Regions from separate parts of the Oryctolagus cuniculus genome. Here region 1 is linked to region 2. A link is a contact called in public Micro-C data. All regions are on one chromosome and are shown on one strand. The core of a region is the stretch at or near the end of the contact, and the rest is flanking DNA. Distances in the headings are between cores, read along the strand shown.

Evidence for each region. Hi-C and Micro-C count contacts between places; a contact is called where the count stands out from the background.
Region 1: a contact with region 2 is called in a Micro-C map of ear pinna, with 3 times the contacts expected there. The contact joins two enhancer-like sites. A contact is called at or near these places in 2 of 6 Hi-C or Micro-C datasets (ear pinna and an unstated tissue).

The regions. Positions count from the first base shown.
Region 1 is chr3:21,745,160-21,748,328 of mOryCun1.1, forward strand. No RefSeq gene overlaps it. Among named protein-coding and RNA genes, the nearest start is that of TNS1, 500 kb to the left of the region's middle. Within about 2 kb of position 1,657, at least 1 of the 8 cell types and tissues checked has an H3K27ac peak or open chromatin away from gene starts, as enhancers often do. A contact at or near this core is called in ear pinna, where this site is marked.
Region 2 is chr3:21,551,483-21,554,658 of mOryCun1.1, forward strand. No RefSeq gene overlaps it. Among named protein-coding and RNA genes, the nearest start is that of TNS1, 310 kb to the left of the region's middle. Within about 2 kb of position 1,424, at least 1 of the 8 cell types and tissues checked has an H3K27ac peak or open chromatin away from gene starts, as enhancers often do. A contact at or near this core is called in ear pinna, where this site is marked.

The DNA of each region.
Region 1 (3,169 bases), core at 407-2,906, 190 kb after region 2:
ACTTAGCGGGGAGCTGGAATCAGGAGTAGAGCCGGAACCCAAACTCATGTGCTCTGATACGGGATGCAGGCGTCTTAGCTCCTAGGCTAACTCCCAATCCCATGAATAAGGGTTGGAAAGAGTCCCAGTGATGCGAGTATTGCATTCTTGTCTCCTTCCTGCCTCTGCTTTGAGAAACTCTGGAAGACAGAATTGACTCTCATCTACGCCACAGAAGGGAAAAGAAGAGTTTGAAGAGATCCGAAACTCATCTAGCTCAGGGTTTCTTTCTTTTATAAATGATTTATTTATTTAGTTTCAGAGAGGCAGAGGCAGAAAGAGAGAGAGAGAGAGAGAGAGAGAGAGAGAGGTCTTCCAACCGATGGTTCACTTCCCAAACAGCCAGTCAGTGCTGGGCCAATCTGAAGCCAAGAGCCAGGAACTTCTTCCAGGTCTCCCAAGTGAGTGCAGAGGCCCAAGGACTGGGGCCATCTTCCACTGCTTTCCCAGGCCATAGCAGAGAGCTGGATCAGAAGTGGAGCATCTGGGGCTTGAACCCACACCCACATGGGATGCTGGCCCAGCAGGTAGTGGTTTTACTCGCTACACCACAGCACTGGCCCCTAGTCCAGGGTTTCTAAACCTCAGCCTGTTGGCATTAAGGACTATATAATTCCTTATTGTGAGTAACTGTCTTACAGCACTTCTGGCTGCGCTCTGCAATCCATGACAATCTGAAGTGTCTCCAGACATTGTCATACGTCCCCTGAGGGGCAAAATTATCCCTAGTTGAGAACCATGGACCCATTCTCCCACATAATCTAGAACTTTCCTTTATATACCACATATCCTTTGACTGTTGTAGGAGCCTGGGAGGTCAGTTTTCTGTTTTGATTTTCCTGGGAAGCACTCACATTGGTGTTAACATGAAGATTTTGGATTTTGAAGCACATTGCCATGGATCAGATCCTGCAGTCACTCTTTGGTCTGACCTTGGGCAAACCTCTGAACCCTTTTCATCCTATTTCATGAAACTCCCTAATCCTTATTTCACAGGTTTATTAGCAGGACGAACCCATCATGGGTGTAGAACGTTTAATGCTTTCATTTGCTGGATAACTGTATTCATTCTATTGAGCCCAGGTTCTCCATCTCTACACATGATCTTAGCCAAAAGGCTGAGAAATGATAGACTCCCATCTCTAACTCGCCTCCGTTGCTTGCACACCCCGATGCCGTGCAGACTGCCTGGCCTCTGGATCTCCCAATAGATCAGAATTTGGCCCCTGTCCCATCCTCATGTTTTCTCAGTGGACAAAACTCCCCAAACTTGGTTCCTCCTCAGACACTTGAGAAGCAGCAACACATCGCAGTTTAGGGAGGTTAATGATTAGGTCTGCATAAAGCTGGGTATAAACAAGGCTGGCTGATGGTGGGGAGCGGAGACACGTGGAGGCCTGGCCAGGAAGGCTGCCACGGTCACAGCAGAAAGGCTGGATGCTCACCAGCTGGTGCCTAGGGGAAGTGGCAGATGAATGACCTAAAAAGAAACCAACCCCCAAGAGCAGACCTTTCTACAATGACACCCTGGAGTTGGGCACCCTGAGGCCGCACGGCCCTTAGCCTCTCTTTCCAGCTGCCCATTTGCAATGAGCTCCTGACACTTTCCAGGAAGTATAAATGAGACAGGAACCCTGGAGGCCAGTGATCTGAGAAGCCATCTGACCCCTCAGACCATCCAGCATCTGCTGAATCTTTTAAAAAAGACTGCTGGTGTCTGGGAGCCAGCAGACTCCTCCTCTTTGTGGCAGCCAAGGGCTAGGCTCACCTCCTATGCCTCCACATGTGAGCTGGACTTGACAAAGCTCTTGTCAATTGTATGCCAGCAAATAGAGGCCTCAGGGACGGTCCCTTTGTGTTGGAGGAAGAAGTGTGAGTCACAGCACTGGTGCCACAGAGCTCTCCCTGTTGGGAGTGGCAGGCCCCGCAGGGTGGCCGGGGACATACGAAATCCCTGCAGTTGATTTTGATATATTTGAGAACATTTTCTTCAATGCCAGGGCTGGCTCTTGTTTGCCCTTGGATAGTAGAGGGGGAAATTGGACTGACATGATTCTCGGTTGAGACAGTGATCTCTGAGAGCCTGACTAGAAACAGACTGCGATGGATATCGTTGAAACTTGCACACAAGGCAGTCCTGCCTGCCGTTTCCTGGGGTAGGAGGGTCTCTTCGCCAAGGAGATTAGACCAGATTGTTTAAACATGGGGCTCCTGCGTCTGCCCTAAGGCTTGGTGCAATTTTCTCTTAGACAGTCTCTTGATTTACGACTCTAAATCACATGGAGCATGACTGTGACTCACCAGTGCCCATCCTCCCCGAGGCTTTGGAGATAAGGGCTCCACAATGGGAGGCTGCTGTGAGCCCAGGGAAGGGGAGCAGGATTCTGTTTCATAGGTTTATGAAAAAACATTGAACTGCTTTTTTGGGTATCTCTGGGGGGCTTGCAAAATGTGAGGTGGAGAAGAAAGACGTTGCTGAGGTCTCTTCTCCTCTGTGCTGCGAGTTGGGGGAGGGTGAAAGGGGGATATGCCTGTTCAAGTCTGCTCACCAGGGATGGTCTCTCCTCTCTGTGGAAGATCTTTGCTGTACTGGTCCCTCCCGAAACCAATCTTGATCCTTCCTTCTAGAAGCTTCAAGTCTTTGGCTGAAAGAGTGTCCACCTGAGTTCTCTAGTTCAGATTCCTGCTTGATCTGTGGGCTCTATTCAAACTTTCTGCCAAGGAGCACTGGGTTTCCATGGTCTTCAGATGTTGTCAGCTTTGATCTCATAACCTGGAAGTCAGAAAGCTAAGGTGGCCAGTCCTATGTGGCCATTTTAGTTTAAGGAACTGAGGACTAGAGAAGCGTGTGTCTTACCTGCAAGTGTACATCGGTGCATGTCAGAGTCTGCACAAGTTTTTCCTCCTGGTCCTGGGCCACTTCCGAGAATCCCAGAATTCTCCACAGTTCTACTGAACTCCAAACTTGTGTTGGATGTGGATGCATAATTTCTCTTGAGGTTTTCATTTTTCTTTCTTCTTATCCACAGTTATGGTGATAATGAGCCATGGGAAATAGTTTCATCTCTTCTATCTTCTTTTCTTTAATAAGATTCATTGAGATATTAATTATTAATAGTGTGCCTCTGAA
Region 2 (3,176 bases), core at 174-2,673:
GTCTCAGATGGCTGCAGCTGCAGTGACTCAGCTGTGCTCCGTGCATGTGTTCATCCTCCAGCAGCCTATCCTGATCTCGCTCTTATACCTGTGACAAGGTTTAGAGACAGAGCAGAAGCACATGGGGCTCTGTAAGGCCCAGGCTCAGTAATGGCAGGATACCACTTTTGGTCAAGGCAAGCCATGGGATTAGTCTTAGGGCATGGATAGAGAAGGGGGCCATTGTTGGGGGACGGATCTTGATCTGACAATCAAAGCTGTTGCTCTCTCTTTGTCTTTCTCTTTCTTCCTTGCCTTTCTTCTTCTCTCCCCTTCCTCCATTCGTTCTAGATTTGCTTATTTATATTTGAAATGCAGAGTTACAGAGCGAGAGGGAAAGACAGAAAGAGAAAGAGATCTTTCATCTGCTGGTTCACTTCCCAAATGGCCAGACCACAGCTAGAAGCCAGGAGCCAGGAACTCCATCTGGGTTTCACACATGGGTGACTGACAGGAGCCCAAGTACCTGGGCCATCTTCTGCTGCTTCCCCAGGCACATTAGCACCCAGGACTCGAATAGTCCCTCAAGTGGGATGCTGGCATCACAGGCTGCAGCTTAACCTGCTGTGCCACAATGCTGACCACCTCACAGCACTTTCTGAGTTGGGCTGCTCTGGGGTGAGGCAGATGAACTTGCCTGCAGGGGGTCCGCTCTGGAAGAAAGCCCACTGGAGAGGGGATCAGGATGGCCTCTAAAATCCCATACAGTCTCAAGAGTTTATCAACTAGGAGCTTGTTTGCAACAATCCAGAGCTGAAGATTTTCATGATTAGAGAATCAGAAGAATTGAAATAATAATTCCTGATTGCTCCAGTCTTGGTCACAGCTTTTCACCCTTTCCCTCCCAGCCTCCTCTCTTTCCTTTTTAGCAATAATTACAACCCCCCACGCCTCCCTCACCCCTGCACCTGCCCCGTTTCAGCCTTGCCCACTTGGACCTCTGATCATATTCACCTGTCTGTGTGTGCGGAGTTCAGTTGGGTCTAGGGAGCAGAAGAGAAAGTATAAAGCATGCCCCCGAAGGATAAAGTTTGCTGGACTGTGAATGTATATTATGGTTTCTAAAGATTGATGTGTTTTGGAAAAGAAAAAAAAAAAACAAACCCCAGCACGTGCATATTTTTCAAAGAAATGCACATTTGCAGGGAATGGAAAAATGAAGGAAGCCAGCAACCCAAACCAAAGGCGGCTCTAAAGGAGGGCAACGTGAACTTGAGCTGCAGAGTTGGAGCCAGGACAGGAAGTGGGCTTGGCCAGCACGAGGTGCATATGCTGCATGGAAAACCACCCTACAGCCCGTTCCCTGTCTTCCTAATTCCCCTCAGTCTCCAGCCCCTCCTGACCCTGGGAACAATGCAGCTCTGTGCTGACTCCGTGCCTTTTGTGATGCCTGGGAGAGGGCGAAGGGAGAAGCTGGTCGGGCGTCTGCGTGTGTGAATCACTGGCGTCACGTGGCTGGGCCGGCTGCACTGGGGCACACAGGGAGCGTGGCCTGAGCCCACGCTTGGAGGCCGGTCAGCCAGGCGCAGGGCCCTGGCTCTGTTCTGCCTGGTCAGGGACAGGACAGAGGGCAGCTTGGGGGTGGGGGTGGGGGGTGGCGGTGGTGGAGGTCTGGCACAGTGAGGACACTCTCATGGTGTCGTGTGCAAGCTCTGGCCCCACCATATCCTCTGTGTGTGATGCTTGTGGAGTCACAGAATTCCTGGCTGACCCCTTGATTCAGGCGGGACATGCTTCCCTGAGTCCAGGAGCTCTTCCCAGGCCCTGGAATACGGGGGTGTAGAGAGGAGCAGAGAGAATACTGGGAGTTGGGCCAGAGTTGGGGGGCTGCTCTGTTTTTCTGGAATCTTCTAATTTCTAGCTTCGGAATGAGTGGTGAGAGATGCTAGGGCAGGTTCCTCCTAGTGCAGGTTGGCAAGTGTGGGTGTGGGGACGGGAGGAAGACCTTGATCAGGCACCGAGGGAGGGAGGACAGACACAGCAGATAGCTGAGGGTTGGAGTGGTCCCTGTTTCTCTTTCAGCCAGGAGGGGGCTTGCCCTGCAGGAGTCTGTGACCCTGCGCAGTCTGTGTTCCCGGGATCCCTGTACAGCCTAGGTGCCTTCTCCTGGGTGCCCTGCAGAGGGCAGTGTGGCTCTGCGGGCAGGACTTTGCTGCCTCATCAACTTTTCTTTCCACTCCACCGCCCTCCTAATCTTTTAAAAGCAAAGCTGCTTAGACACAACCGGAGCCCTGCTTGAATGACACGGATTTAGCCTGGTGCTCTGGGCCCCCTTAGCTGGGGAGAGCCCCTGAGCCTCAGATCTGTTCAGAGTGCCTTCCTGCCCCCTGCCTTGCTGGCCCCCTACACCCGGCGCAAAGCCTGGGGGACAAGGGCAAAAGGGGGTTGTGCACATCCTGAGTTGTTGCAGTTTTCAAGACGCATACTATCTGCCCCATGAAACCTTTCCAGGAGGTGGAGGGGCTGCTCTGTTTTATAGTTGAGAACTGAGACCCAGAGAGGTGAAGCAAGAGTCTGCAGTGGGCCCACTGGTCTTTTAACCCCAGTGTTCATTGCAGTCCTTTGTGATGCCCCCGGAATCCAGCTGAAATCCTGCATCCACCACTTGGTGCTTCTGTTTTCTCCCAAGTCAGAGTGCAGATGCCTGCAGCCTTCCCCTGGACTCTTGTGCTACTCTCTGGTCAACTGTGCAGTCTCAGGCAAGCCACTCCCCTTCCTGGGACTTGTGAACCCAGCAGGAGGATGAAGGTGTTGGATCAGATGATCTTGACCTCTCGTGGTTGCTCACTGGCGCTCTGTCCTCACTCACAAGTTATCTGGGGGAACGGAACAGTCAAATCTTGCAGGATGGTGGGGTGGTGACTTCGTGTGAGCACTAATGAGGAGCCTGACTCATTTCTTGATAGCTCAGCTGGGTGTCTCCACGTGGTGGGTGCACCCCTGTTCCCCGGGAGAGTCAGCTCGAGCCAGACAAGGGCATCTCTGGTGCTGACAAATGATGTAGATAGACATGGGTGTTAGTGACGGTGACAGTGAACTGGCCTGATGGAGCTCCAACACGTGGAAGCTCCCTGCCAGGCGTGTGTCCCTCCCGGGCCTTCCTCTTCTTGCGCCTTCTCTGGAGCAGCGTTTGAAAG